5 separate regions of the Mus musculus genome follow, and regions 1, 2, 3 and 5 are each linked to region 4. Evidence: chromatin contacts called from public ChIA-PET and HiChIP or PLAC-seq data. All regions are on one chromosome and are shown on one strand. Each heading gives the region's core, a stretch centred on a gene start, on an enhancer-like site or on the middle of the called end of the contact. The rest is flanking DNA. Distances are from core to core; before and after follow the strand shown.

Region 1 (2,700 bases), core at 107-2,606, 370 kb after region 4:
GGGACCTCTGGAAGAACTGTCAGTGCTCTTAACCACTGAGCCATCTCTCTAGTCCTAGACCATTTTCTTAATTAGTGATTGATGTGTGGAAGGTCCAACCTATTATAGGTGGTGCCATCCTTGGGTTGGTGGTCCTGGGTTCTAATATGAAAGCAGGCTGAGTGCCTGGTCTACAAAGTTCCAAGACAGCCAGGGCTATACAGAGAAACCCTGTCTCGAAAAACCAAAAAAAAAAAAAAAGAAAAGAAAGAAAGCAGGCTGAGAAAGCCATGAGGAGCAAGCCAGTAAGCAGCACCCTTCTATGGCCTCAGCATCATCTGCCTCCAGGTTCCTGCTCTGTTTTGAGTTCTTGTCCTGATGTTCTTTAATGATGAAGAGAGATGAGAGATGTGGAAGTGTGAGTCAAACCCTTTCCTCCTCGACTTACTTTTGGCCACAGTGCTTTATTACAGCCCTAGTAAGCCTAACTAAGACATGGGGGTAAACCTCTCTTTACCTGGCTAACACCGCTTACCTTTCCCTTCTCCAATCATGTGGCCCACATTGGGGAAGCCCTCCCTCCCTGTTATGTACCAGGTCAGTGCCCTGTGCTCTACTCTTGGAGCACAGGGCTGTTTGTGGCTCTAACCCCTCAGTGGTTCTCTGTTAACCCTATGTCCTGCTGGACCTGAGCTGAACCTTTGTTGCTCTGCTTAGTCTCAGGGAACTGGGCTTGAACAAGCCTTCACTCACCCTCAGTCTACGCTGTGACCCTGAAGGCAGGACCACCTCTCGTTCACTGAGGTCCCAGCTTAATAATGTGAGGCTCTGCTCTGAACAAAGGTAGGGGGCTGGTGAAGCTGCTCTGTCAGAAAGATGCTTTGCAAGCAAAAAGACCTGAGTTTGATCCCCAGCACTTAGGAAACAGAGAGAGGCTGATCTCCTTGAGTTCAAAGCCTGCCACAGCTGCACAGTGAGACTTTTTTTTTTTAAAGTAAGCTAGCTTAGTGGTGTGTGCTCAAAATGCCAGCAATGGAAAAGGAGACAGGCAGTTCTTGGGACTGGCTGGCTAGACAGCCTAGCCTACTTGCTAAGTTTCAGGTCAATGAGAGATCTTGTTCAAAACAAAAGGGAAACGGTACCCGAAGTTGTCCTCTTACCTCCACACACATACGTCTCTGACATCACACACACACACACACACACACACACACACACACACACACACACGCACGCACACACACGCATGCACACACACGCATGCACACACACGCACACACACATAGTTGTCACACATCAAGAAGGGGAGGAGAGTAACATATAAGCCTACAGGAAGTGGGGCTGAGGAGTGGAGGTGGGGTAGGGTAGGGCAAGAACCCCAGCATAGGAACAGGAAGTAGGCCATAACAAGAGGCTGGAGGCCTAACTAATAAGTGCACCAACCCTCAAGCTCATGAAAACCCCCTGGGACTCTCCACATGTCTCAGCTCCGTGCAGGTGAGGAGGGGTGGGCAGAGTTGCCTGGAAGAGCTCTGTTATTCACCAAGCTTTCTGACACCAGGAACCTTGTTTCCTGGATTGATAAAGACACTATCTTCTAATCTCAGCCAAAAGCCCCCAAACAGTCCCATCCACTCCTGAATTTACCAGCTCTGTCATTCCAGCTGCTGTGGGCCCTGGGACTCCTCAGTTAACTCTGCCCTTCTGGGCAGCCGTCCTCATCCAGAGCACACAGGGGCAGATAGAGTGAGAGGACATTGAGGACTCTCAGCTGATTTTCTATCTAGGAAATGGGCAGGGCAGACCAGCAGGCACTGACCCCATACTTGCTTGCTGGCTGGGGCATCTCTCATGGTTTAGGTGGTGGAGCAAGTGAAAGAACAGAAAGATGCCCCATACATAAGGCCAGTGGCTCCCAATGTCTGCTGCCCCCTTGATTTTAAATATTCATATTAATAAAATACATATTCACCCCTTATTTATTTCTAAATGTCAAGAGTCCTTAGTCAAACTTTGAACCATTTTTACATAATTTCTTTTTTTTTTTTTTTTTTTTTGGAGACAGGGTTTCTCTGTATAGCCTTGGCTGTCCTGGAACTCACTGTGTAGATCAGGCTGGCCTCGAACTCAGAAATCCACCTGCCTCTGCCTCCCAAGTGCTGGGATTAAAGGCGTGCGCCACCACGCCCGGCTTGGGTCACTCATTTTAAAAAATCATCTTTCTACTGTCCTCCTCTTAGGGCTGCTGGCATCTGAGGTCCTCAGTCACCTGGTCTCCCGAATGCTCACTAACTAGTCCCTCGGCCACCACAGAGGCATGCTCACTTTTCACCTGCTGCTCCCTCAACGTAAATATCGGCCAAGCAAATTCTGCTGCTGAGCAGCACTTCCTAAAACACTCACGAAGCACAAGAGGTCTCCCCTTCATTCATTTCTGGTACCAACAAGAGCTAATTTACTGAGCATTATTTTATAGTGGGAAACGTCATCATTTCTTTACAAAATAGATCTTTACAGATGCCGTCGTCGGAGACAGGTGCTTTTCGGATCTACTCTATTGATGAGGAGTCAGCACAAAGGGGTCAGGTAACTTTTCGCAAGGCTACAGAGTGAGTAGACTTTAAGTCCCAAAGGACATTTCTGGAGCCAGGTGTAAGGATGAAAGCCTGGAACCTGGCACTTGGATGAGGCAAGAAAGAAGATGAGGAGTCCAAGGTCATA
Region 2 (2,700 bases), core at 131-2,630, 420 kb after region 4:
GGCGAAAGCACAGCTGTGTCCTTTCACACAGCTGTGCAAGTCTGACAGCCTGGGACCAATCCCAGAATCCCGTGAGAGAACAGCAACAAAAAACAGGCAGTGGTGATGCACACCTTTAATCCCAGCACTGGGGAGGCAGAGGCAGGTGGAAATGTGTGAGTTCAAGACCAGCCTGGTCTACAGAGCGAGTTTCAGAACAGCCAGGGCTACACAAGAGAAACCCTGTCTGGAAAACCCAACCAACCAACCAACCAACCAACCAACCAACCAAATCAAGCCAACAACAACAACAAAAACCGAAGCCACATGCAGTGGCATACACCTGTAATCCTTGCACCCCTAAAGGTCAGCTAGCAGGGTGAGACAGGAGGAGCACCGGGAAGCTTTAAGGACTGCCTAGTCTGGAATATGCAACACAGGCACAGAAACAAGAGAGCCCCTGCCTCAACAGGGCAGGAGGCTAGAACCAACTCCGGAAAGTCATTTTGATTTCCACATGTGTCATATTGTTTTCTCTCTTTTTCCTTCCATCCCCTTCCCCCTAATAAATACATAATATTTTAAAAAGCTTCAATGGCAGTGCAGGTGTCTTAGTGACCTCAGAGACAGTGAGCGTGGTGGGACTCTCCAGTGTCTCTGTGGCTGTGGTCTGTGGTGTCGGTCAGTACTGGAGAGTCAGGAAGCTGACTGAGCATTCAGTGAGTGAGCTGTCCCCAGCTGCCAGTCATCCTGTGCACAGTGCCTGGCACTTCCAAGATTGTGCTCAACAGCTCAATTCAGCACTAGCATGCGCATGCATGGTCAGGACCACTGTCTACAGGATGGTGTAAATCTAACAGGAAGAGGAGGGTTGAAAAGCCTTCCCATTGAAGAATGCCCTAGAGGCCTGTGATGGTTTTGATTGTCAATGTGATAGGATCGAGTCTCAGCAGGAGACCAGCCTCCAGCTACATGTGTGAGGGATTATCTAGATTTAGGTTAGCCTCTGGTGGCGTGTCTGTGAGGGGTTATCTAGATTAGGTTAATTGAAGCTGGAAGTCCCACTTTAATTGTGGTTTCAAGGGCTGTGGTCCTGCACTGAACTAGAAGGGAGAAAGGAAGTCTAGTACGAGTACTCAAGAGCTCTCTGCCTCATGACTATGGGTGTCACGTGACCAGCCACCTCACGCTCCTGCTAGGACTTAGTCCTGATGGAATGTATCTCCTCCAACTGCAATGCAGAATAAACCTTCCTCCCCTAAATTGCTTTATCATAGCAACAGGAAGAATAACCACCAGGCCTTAACAGACCACTTCCTGGGTTTCCTCTGCTAAAGCTGCACTTGATGACACAGAGGACACACTGCACATGACACATGACACAAACACAGCAACACAGCCATGTGTACTGTACTAACTGAACACAGGAGACAAGTGGTGACCTCAGCAAGACCTCCCAGTGCTGAGTGGTTAACCCCGTGCCAGCAGAACAGCATTAGTCTGGAATCTACCAAAGAGGTGGCGTGCACGGGTCTGCCTAGTAAAACAGGAAGTCCCTAAAACTGCCTGCAAAACCAGAGCTTTTCCAAAGAGAGCAGAATCATTGAGCAACAATCAACTCCTTGACTAGACCCTACAAACTGGAAACGTCACATATAAACCTCATAGGCTCTTTGGAAGACTCCTGTGTCTCTGCTGCAAAAGAGCAGTGTTGCCGTACCTCATGACACCCTCAGAAGTCCTAGCTGTATTTCTGCCATTTTCTTTCATGTTCTGGTGCCAATGGCTGACTCTTTGGCCCAGCAAATGAGGTTTGTTTTGATGCCGATTGGGGCTTTGCTGTTGATGCTGTGCACTTAGCACCCTAGTCAGTAGGACTCAATCCTTGGCCTGGGTCAGAGGCTTGGTTTTGGAAATCATCATCCTGATGTTGAATTATTAGTGCAGGTACCCAGTAGTCATATCTTGGTAAAGTTCTGTGTAACTTTGAAGCAACTAAAGAACATGTTAAAAGAGCAGCCTTAGTGCAGTCATATGCAGAGGCCAAAGGAGGATGTTAGCGCTATCATTCCCAGCTGTACTCCCTTGAGGCAGGGCCTGGAGACTATCAGCCAGCAATCCTGTTCCTACCTCCTACAGCCCAGGCTGCAGGTGTGTGTGACTAGAGCCAGTTCTTCCCGTGGGCACTGGGGATTTGAAACCAGCCCCTCATGCTTATATACTAAGCATTTAAGCACTGAGCCATCTTCCCAGTCCCAGAAAGCCTTTCCCGGTTAAACTTAGCCTGGAACAAGATGGAACTGAGAGGAGCACTTCTCTCACTTTGCCGATTTTGAACAGGGGCATCTGGAATGAGACTGACTGTAGAGTTAGTGTCGCAGCTGCCCAGGTTCCTAGACTGCTCTTGTCTTTTATACTCGAGAATGTGAAATTTGTATATAAATATAAAAAAAAAAGCTGTAACAAAGTACAGTACTAGCATAAAAACAAATAGAGCTGCAGAACAGAATAGAAATCCAGAAAGAAACCCACTCAGAGAGGAACAACTGACGTCTGTTAAAGGCTTGAAGGCAAAGAACAACAAATGGTAACAGACCAACTAAGCAGACATCTAAGAGTAAAAAAGTGAGCTCAGAGCGCGTCAGCTACAGCTAGCTTCAGGTAAGGTCTGAATGAGGCTCCCAGTGTCCACTTTAATAGATCTGAACTGCAGCCCTAAGG
Region 3 (2,700 bases), core at 144-2,643, 490 kb after region 4:
TTCTGTGTGATGGTGTTGGATCCCCAGGAGCTGGAGTTACAGACAGCTGTGAGCTACCATGTGGGTGCTGGGAATTGAACCCTGGCCCTCTGGAAGAGCCACCAGTGCTCTCAACCACCGAACCATCTCTCCAACCTAGGAGTAGCTCTATTAAGATATATTTTAAAGCCGGGCGTGGTGGCGCACACCTTTAATCCCAGCATTTGGGAGGCAGAGGCAGGAGGATTTCTGAGTTTGAGGCCAGCCTGGTCTACAGAGTGAGTTCCAGGACAGCCAGGGCTACACAGAGAAACCCTGTCTCAAAAAAACAAAACAAAACAAAACAAAACAACAAAACCAAACCAAACCAAACCCCAAGATATATTTTAAAATCTATTGTATGAAATTTTATTTCACCAATAAAGCTGGGGCTAAAAAGAGATATCAAACTTGAAAGCTGCATTTGATTTAGAATATTCTTGCTGTGCGGTTGGTTGCGTGCAGATGCAGAACCCATGGATACAGACTGTTCTTCATATGACGCCAGATTCTCTAGAACTGTAGTTATAGGTGCTTGTGAGCCACCATGTGGGTGCTAGGACTGAATCCAGGATCTCTGGAAGAGCAGCCAGGGCTCTTAACCACTGAGCCATCTCTCCAGGTCCTGGGATAATTTTGTTGGTTGGTTTTTGGTGTGAGGAATAGAACCTGGGGCCTTGTACATGCCAAAGAAGGAATCTACATTTGAGCTACGTCACCATCCATGTAAGTCATCCATTCTTATGTAACAGATAAAGACTTAGTATTCTGAAATGATAACACTGACTATTTATGCTGAGGATCAAACCTGGGACTTCATGTGCGCTGGGCAAGCACACTACTGACTAAGCCATATTCCCCAGCTGCAGGAGTTGCTCTTTCTTTCTTTTTTCTTTCTTTCTTTTTTTTTTTTTTTAAGATTTATTTATTTATTTTATGTATGTGAGTACAGTGTAGCTGTACAGATGGTTGTGAGCCTTCATGTGGTTGTTGGGGATGCTCCTGTCAACTCCGCTAACTCAGTCCCTGCTTGCTCTGGCCCAAAGCTTCATTTACTATTATGCATAAGTACACTGAAGCTGACTTCTAACACACCAGAAGAGGGTGTCAGATCTCATTACAGGTGGTTGTGAGCCACCATGTGGTTGCTGGGATTTGAACTCAGTACCTTCAAAAGAGCAGTCAGTGCTCTTACCCACTGAGTCACTTCTCCAGCCCCCAGGATTTGCTCTTGCTGTAGCTTTTGACTCTTGCTCACCAGCAAAGCTCCAGCTGCTTACATGCTTATACTTTAGTAACAGGCCAGACCATTGTTTCCCAGAAGACCCGACCCACTGAGATGCAAGTGCCCGGCCTTGATTTCCATATGCCTCTGGCATTCAGGGCTCTGAAAGTAGAGCCTCTGCTTAGACTTCCCCGGGATCTGAGCCCCTGGTATTTGCATACTCAAAAGAGCTCTGACCTGGGTCTCCGCCAAGCTCAACCCTAGGTTCAGCCGCAAATTCTCAGTTCCCACTGGGCTGTATGCCACATCCCTTTCATCTGTGCCACTGTCTGGCTCAGGCTGACCAGGCTCAGCCACTTCGTTGCCTTTTTGGCCTTTTGAACAGGCTGTTTCTTTTTGTCTAGAATGCCTTCCTTATCCTCGGCATGTGTGGAATTTCTAACCCCCAAGCTCCTGGAACTGGAGACCTCTTCCTCAGCGAAGCCTTCTCTGATGGCTCCTGGACCAGGCTGTGCATTCCTACAGCACCACTGTCCACCAGGTTTCCCCCCAGAGAGCAGAGAGCAGGAGTTGGTAGAAACTGCCTGTGCATGGAATGTGGCCATGGGGCAGGTGAGAAAGAATGTTAGCCGGCTTTGTACAACGTTGGGAACAGAACCCAGGGTGTGTGCACCCAGGAAAGCTCTGGACGACTGAACCATTTTTGTTTTGCTTATTTATTTTAAATTGGGGTTTTAAGATGTGTCCCAGCGGCTTACATAGCCCCCTTCTCTTTGCTGAATTCTTGCTCTTCAGACTCAGAGCCAGGGCCCTGGGGGGAGGTGGTGGGCCTTTAAGAGAGCCCTTCCTTTAATGCCTGTGGTCTCATCTACAAGTAAACTGCATAAAGCCAGTGGTGTTTGCCATTGTCATTATTGTGGGAGCCACCCCCTCCCTCTAATCAGCCCTGCAGCTTAGGCCAGCTGCAGAGCCTCCCTGGGCTCAGTTTCCTCATCTGAACTTCACTTTTTTTTTTTTTTTTTTTTTTTTTAATGACACACTCTGCAGCTCAAGTCTAGCCTGGCCCTCCTGATCTTCCCTCTGCTTCCTGACTGTTACGATTTCAGTCATTCACCATTGTGCGCAGTTTGTACTTAAATTCTTCATACCTCGATTTCAGGTCTGTAGGACGACGGAATGACAATTACCTTCCTACATTTGCCTGCCAGGACTCTGGGCTTGGCTGCTGTGACTGACTTTGGCCAATAGGGCATTGATAAGTCAGTGCAAACAGAGGCTTACCCACTGCTTGCACCTTGGACAGGTCCCACTTGGAGCTCTGATACTGGGCTGTGAAGAAATACTGAGTGCTGAGAGGCTACACAGGGAGAAGTTGTAAGAATGAACGTCACCTTGGACATGCTCCTCACGCCACCTCAGTGCATAGAGTGCTCCATCTAGCCTGCTATAGTCAGTCC
Region 4 (2,700 bases), core at 64-2,563:
AACTACAAAAGGAAAGCTTATAATTTTTTTGTTTTTCTTTGAGATTGAGTTTCTATGTAGGTCTGGATGGCCTGGAACCCATGGTGTAGACCAGGCTGGCCTCAAACTTACAGAGATCCACCCCTATCTCTGCCTCTTGAATGCTAGGATTAAAGGTGTATACGACCACCTTTCATGTTTTAAGTAATTAAAGTTTTGTGTTGGAACAAGTCATAACTGTCCTTGGTCACCTGCGTCCTGTGAGCTGCACATTCTTAGATATGCTTAGTCTCAGGGTGAAAGCTTTTTATCAATGTTTTCCAAAGGGAAACTTTTCAGAGAAGTGCCAGAAGGACAGCCAATTCTAACCCCAGGTTTCCAGGGTACTCAGGCTAGCAATGCCAGGCACAGCCCTTGCGTAGCACCCAGGGAGTATATACCCCTATTTTCTCAGGTCTAATGAGGGTGAACTCAGCACTCACCCAGTGGCTGCAGAGAACTCAGGCTTGGGTCTTTCCACCTTGCCAGGGATTGAGTTCTGAAGGTGAACGGGCTGGGTACGTGCTCTGAGATTGACCCCAGCTCCGTCATGATTGCCTTGGGTCTCACTATCTCAACCCTTCTGACCACCACCTCGCCCAAGGCTCTCAACATTCCTTAGCTGGATCAAATTCCTCTATTCCAAAGGCTCTCCAAGTGTGGTTCCTGGGAATTAATGGGAAATGTACATTATCCAGCTGTTCCCCAAGCCTTTCTGCTCAGAACTCAGAGATTGGGGGTGGGACCCAGCCATTGGCGGTTTCATGAAATTGTCCAGATGACACTAATGCCTGTCCAAGTCTCAGATCTGCTTCTTCACTCTGGTGTAGACTCTCAGAGGGACACCATAGTCTGGTTTATGCCCTTCCCTGTTATCAGTGCTTGGCCTCTGGTGGGCATTTAGTATTTTCTGGGAGCTTTTGATGTAGCTCAGTGGCATAGTCCTTGCCAAGTCTGTGTGAAGATCCAGAACCAATCCTCCACACCAAATGTATAGAGGAGATAGAAAAAGAAAAATGGTTGATATATTCGATAGGTAGATGTACCCTATGTTTAACAGCAATGGGGTGGACAGCAACCAGCAACTGTGGAAGACCTGTGCTCCAGGCTCTGAGCTCAAAAGTTTGGGGAGGCTGAAAACCGCAGCAGCCACCCTAGATAATACAATTCTGTGAAACTGAGGCTCAGATGGGACAAGTGCTTTATATTCAGGGTCTCCCAGGCAGAGACTTGGAATCTTACTGGGTTGCTCAGAGCGGTTCCTGGAACCCGGCGGTCGCGCGTGCGCTGTCACGAGAACCGCGGCTGGGAGTGTGGCGAAAGTGCGGCTGCGGAAGCGCAGCGAGACCCGGGTGGAGGAAGCGAGCGTCGCTGCCCGGTTGCGGGGTTCCTGGCACCATGGGCCGCCTGCACTGCACGCAGGACCCGGTGCCCGAGGCCGTGCGCGGAGACATGCAGCAGCTGAACCAGCTGGGCGCTCAGGTGGGGCTCGCCTGGACGGGGGCGGGCGGGCTCAGGAATGGGCGGACGCACTCCGGAGGTGGGGACTTAGATTTGTAGGCTCCTAGAGGAGGGAATGAGGGGATTCCAAGCGGCCCCCGGTTTGAATAGATTAGGGAGGGCAAATCGACTGCAAACGGGTTGTGGGTGTCAGTGTGGTCCGGCCTAAGTGGGGCCCTGGGCCTGAGCCGGAAGAGGCTCAGACAGGACCGGTGACCACACCCCTTTCCAATCCAGGAAAGGAACCATGCCTGTTTTGAAGGCCTGGTCCCTGTTGCAGAGCTCCGAATGCCACCTCCTATTCACATTGCAGGAATTGGCCAAGTGAGGGGCGTCTGCACGGAATAAACGGGTGACAGTGGTCCTTGTCAATGCCGGCACTTAGGAGGTGGGACTTAGGATCCAGCTTTCACTAAGTATCTTTTTTGGTTGGTTGGTTGGTTTGGTTTTTTTTTTTTTTTTTTTCCGAGTCAGGATTTGCCCTTGCTGTGCTGGAACTCACTCTGTAGACCAGGCTGGCCTCGAACTCAGAAATCCGCCTGCCTCTGTCTCCCAAGTGCTGGGATTAAAGGTGTGTGCCACCACCGCCCGGCTTGATTAAGTATCTTGTTCAAGCCTCGTCTGAACATCATGAGACCTCCTGTCAAAAAAACATTTAAAATAGATAAATAACCCTTCGTCCCTCAAGATGTTTCCCTGACGGGGTCTTAGCTTCCCAGGAAGTGGGGCCCTCAACCCCAGACACACACAGGCCAGTTTGAAGAATTAAAAACAAACAAACAAACAAACACAGAGTAGTATTCACCTTAACTTCAGCATTTGGAAAGCCAAGGCAGGTCGGTCTCTTAATTCATGAGTTTTAGACTGTCCAGAGCTGCATAGTGAGACCCTATATCAAAATAAGTAAATAACAAAAATAGAATTTATTAGTAGTCCATACCTGTCATTGCCACCTCTTGAAAGAAAGGTGGAAGCAGAAAAATTGCAAAACTGGAACCAGGAATTCACAACCAAATGTCTAACTTCAAAGGCCAGGGAAATGGCTAGATTTTGCTGTTGCCACTGATTTCTGGAAGACTCCTATTTGGAGGGGTTAGAGGAGGAGAAAGAGAGATTCTACTGATTTTTTTTTAAAGGTTATTTCAAAGTATTACATTTTATATGTTGTGGGGGAGGTCAGAG
Region 5 (2,700 bases), core at 159-2,658, 390 kb after region 4:
CATTCCAGAAACACTGCAAGGCTGAAATGTGCCAGGTACTGTGCTAGATGTTATAATATAAAATCAGAAGGATAAGGTTTCTGTCCTCAAGGCATTCCATTCTAATTCAGGTTAGGAGACACTAAACATGAAAACAAATTCCTTATGGTATATTTTGATGATTGCAAGGGAAAAAATGAAAAGGTTTGGTGACAGGGAGACTCAGGAAATGACAAGTAGAGAGGTCAATGGAGTCCTCTTTGGTGACACGTATGTTGAGACTTCAAGGATGAGAAAGAGTTAGCAGAAATTATAGGAAGGTACTCCGAGAAGAATAGCTCATAGACCTTTATGTCTGTAAGCAATAGAAAGCCGGTTACTATGGCTGTAGCCAGAGGGCCATGGGAGAAGGGGTGTGGAGAAGAGTGGAGCCAATCTTGCAAGGTCAGGCCATCAGATGATGGCCATGGTCAGGAATGCAAGCTACTCAAGGATTGAGAGAAGGGATGGATTATATAATGATGATCCACGACTGCATTTAAGTTGCATCCCTCCGCTGGTTCTTAGGAGTCCTTGGTTATCTTTTATTACCCCAGTTTGAATCATCTTGTACAAATTCTGCACGCACTTAAAAACTTTTTATTGTCTGTCTTCCTAAAATGAAGAATCCTATGAGATTTATCTGTTTCATTCACCACCAGCACAGACAACAGCGCCTGGGACATTAAAAAAAAGGGGGGGGGGCATATAAATTCTTTGCTGAATGAATGCAAGAATTGCCACGAGACAGTGCGGGCAGGTCTTGTCCTACAAACTCCATCTACTGATCTGAGACTGATTAGACCTCGAGTGAGTCACTTAACTTCTCCCATCTGTCGAATGGCAAGTTGAACACCAATGGGTCCTCTGTACCCAGGCAAGTAGGGCAGGGAAGAACACAGGCCCTGCCCCTCTCTGGTGTTCTCCTCTGGACCTGAGAAGTCTCCGGGCGCCTCAGAGAAGTGGCTCCGCCTCCTCCGCCTCAGTTTCTCCGTTTAAGCAGAGGGTTCCGGAGGCCTTACCCATGCAGGGACAGTAGAGCAGGTAACCGGCCAGGTCCCAGGAGCCCGCTGACCGCCCGCGGAGCGGCAGCAACAGCAGCAGAAGCAGGAAAGACGCCCGCAGCAGCAGGTGTGGCGGTGCCCACGCGGCGGCGCCCATGTCGACGGCAGAGCCCCAGAGTGCCACGGCCCGGAGGCGGGGAGGGGGTGGGAGGGAAGAAGAGGCGCGAGTGGCCGCCCCGCTCCCAGTGCTCCCCGCGCGCCGCCCGCGCGCCGGCTGGGCCTCTCTAGCCCGCGGGCGGGCGGGACCATAGAGAGCCCGCGGCACCGCCCCCTCCACGACCCGAGCGCCCGCTCGCGCGGCTCCCACAATGCACCGCACAATGGCCCGACCGCCGCCACTACCGGGGCCTGAGCGGGCCTGGCGGAGCCCGAGCGCGGCCCGGCCCGCAGCGCGGGGTCCCGAGCGCAGTGAGTGCCGGCGAGGGTCCTGGGGGATGGTGGGGAGCGGGGCGGGAGGCCGTCGCGCTGCGCCCACACGCCCGGCTCTCGGAGCGGCGGCGCCCCTCACTTCGGGCCGCCCAGCGCGGTCGCCCACACCCCTGAGTAGGGGCCCCCTTTGCTCTAGCCGGGCCCCCGATAGGCCCCGTAGTGACGAAAACGTTCCCCGGACCTCAGACCTGTGCCCAGGGGACCGGAACAAGCCTTTCAGGCTCCCTCCATTCCTAGACCTGGAAACTCAGCCTGAGGGTCCCCTAGTCTGGACCCCCCAGACTCCCTGGAGACCCAGATAACACGCAGCTAACCTTCCTCGGGATCGCGGTCTGGGGGGCATAGATAAGCTGCACCTGTTCCCACCCTCGGACACGCCTACCCCGACCCACATAACCTTCCTTTTCCTGCTCCAAATAGTCTGCTCTAAGCTCTTTCGTTTTCCAGACTTTCATAAACCTGCTTTCAGGCTTTTCTGCAGTACCTCGGGCCGAAGAACCCAAAATAAAGCCCTAGCTGAAGTTCCCTTCCCAGTGATCATATTGTGGAAAGTTTAGGCATTTTCCTTCGGGAGGGTCCCATTTCTACACCCGTTTGAAATTCAGAGAACTCGCTCTTTCGACCTTTAGAATCTCCCTACCTCTTCCCCCCATGGGGTCTCTTAGAGACTCAAATAACGTGCTCGTAATTCTTTACCGTGCATGCTTGCTCTTCCCACCCCAGATCCTATTAGACTTTTTAGACTTACTATTGAATTCCCGTCTCTTGTCTCCACTCTTTACATCCACCTTCCAATTGTGGGGAGAATTTAACATTTCACACTACAAAATAGGGTAGTCTCTCCGCTGGCCTAAGGGCCAGACTTCCTACAACTTCAGCCCCATGCTTCAGTCCAGCTTGGAACAGATCGGGGTCGCGGGGGGGGGGGGGGGAGGGGGCGGTGGCGCGGTGGCGGGCCGCGTTCCTGGCCGTGTTGGGAGTTGGGGCTTTCACCTGCAAGCATACCGACTCCTGGCTTGTGTGTTTTTCCACCTGTCAGCCTGGGGCTGTGATAAGTCTGGCCTTGGGTTTCTAACCCTCTCCTCTTGGGGGAAAGGCTGCTAAGTTGCGGAGGGGTGGTAGGTGAAAATGAGGCCCGAGTGAGTTGCAGCCATTTGCTCCAGGCCTCCCCAGGGCTGGGAGGCAGCGG

What was found. ChIA-PET counts read pairs in DNA pulled down with a chosen protein or histone mark. HiChIP or PLAC-seq counts read pairs in DNA pulled down with a chosen protein or histone mark.
Region 1: an RNA polymerase II ChIA-PET map of memory CD8 T cells shows a contact between it and region 4, with 7 read pairs. The contact joins the enhancer-like site here to the promoter of Commd7 in region 4. A contact is called at or near these places in 3 of 39 promoter capture datasets (fetal liver, hippocampal neurons and pre-B cells), 2 of 115 datasets of contacts at active chromatin or transcription factors (memory CD8 T cells and pancreatic cancer cells) and 1 of 9 other capture datasets (adipose tissue).
Region 2: a contact with region 4 is called in an RNA polymerase II ChIA-PET map of memory CD8 T cells, with 17 read pairs. The contact joins the enhancer-like site here to the promoter of Commd7 in region 4. A contact is called at or near these places in 6 of 39 promoter capture datasets (the 3T3-L1 cell line, cranial neural crest, fetal liver and 3 more), 1 of 484 Hi-C or Micro-C datasets (regulatory T cells), 1 of 115 datasets of contacts at active chromatin or transcription factors (memory CD8 T cells) and 1 of 9 other capture datasets (liver).
Region 3: an H3K27ac HiChIP or PLAC-seq map of microglia shows a contact between it and region 4, with 4 times the contacts expected there. The contact joins the enhancer-like site here to the promoter of Commd7 in region 4. A contact is called at or near these places in 6 of 39 promoter capture datasets (the HPC-7 cell line, embryonic stem cells, hippocampal neurons and 3 more), 1 of 15 datasets of contacts at CTCF or cohesin (embryonic stem cells), 2 of 115 datasets of contacts at active chromatin or transcription factors (microglia and pro-B cells) and 2 of 9 other capture datasets (adipose tissue and liver).
Region 5: an H3K4me3 HiChIP or PLAC-seq map of pro-B cells shows a contact between it and region 4, with 2.3 times the contacts expected there. The contact joins the promoter of Plagl2 here to the promoter of Commd7 in region 4. A contact is called at or near these places in 10 of 39 promoter capture datasets (the 3T3-L1 cell line, the HPC-7 cell line, cranial neural crest and 6 more), 1 of 484 Hi-C or Micro-C datasets (regulatory T cells), 4 of 115 datasets of contacts at active chromatin or transcription factors (the 230-238 cell line, the SCID.adh cell line, memory CD8 T cells and 1 more) and 1 of 9 other capture datasets (adipose tissue).

What each region holds. Positions count from the first base shown.
Region 1 is chr2:153,261,902-153,264,601 of GRCm38.p6, reverse strand. All of the region lies in intron 6 of Pofut1 (protein O-fucosyltransferase 1), which reads right to left. Among named protein-coding and RNA genes, the nearest start is that of Pofut1, 22 kb to the right of the region's middle. Within about 2 kb of position 1,356, at least 78 of the 459 cell types and tissues checked have an H3K27ac peak or open chromatin away from gene starts, as enhancers often do. A contact at or near this core is called in memory CD8 T cells, where this site is marked.
Region 2 is chr2:153,213,646-153,216,345 of GRCm38.p6, reverse strand. No RefSeq gene overlaps it. Among named protein-coding and RNA genes, the nearest start is that of Tspyl3, 10 kb to the left of the region's middle. Within about 2 kb of position 1,380, at least 139 of the 459 cell types and tissues checked have an H3K27ac peak or open chromatin away from gene starts, as enhancers often do. A contact at or near this core is called in hematopoietic stem and progenitor cells, memory CD8 T cells, pre-B cells and 1 more, where this site is marked.
Region 3 is chr2:153,139,179-153,141,878 of GRCm38.p6, reverse strand. All of the region lies in intron 10 of Hck (hemopoietic cell kinase), which reads right to left. Among named protein-coding and RNA genes, the nearest start is that of Tm9sf4, 21 kb to the left of the region's middle. Within about 2 kb of position 1,393, at least 44 of the 459 cell types and tissues checked have an H3K27ac peak or open chromatin away from gene starts, as enhancers often do. A contact at or near this core is called in microglia and neural stem cells, where this site is marked.
Region 4 is chr2:153,631,394-153,634,093 of GRCm38.p6, reverse strand. Commd7 (COMM domain containing 7) reads left to right here and starts at 1,313. Exons shown (of 9, transcript NM_133850.2): 1 at 1,313-1,500. The coding sequence starts at 1,417.
Region 5 is chr2:153,240,066-153,242,765 of GRCm38.p6, reverse strand. It overlaps Plagl2 (pleiomorphic adenoma gene-like 2), which reads left to right and starts at 1,408. Exons shown (of 3, transcript NM_018807.5): 1 at 1,408-1,490. It overlaps Pofut1 (protein O-fucosyltransferase 1), which reads right to left and starts at 1,234. Exons shown (of 7, transcript NM_080463.3): 1 at 1,041-1,234. The coding sequence starts at 1,179.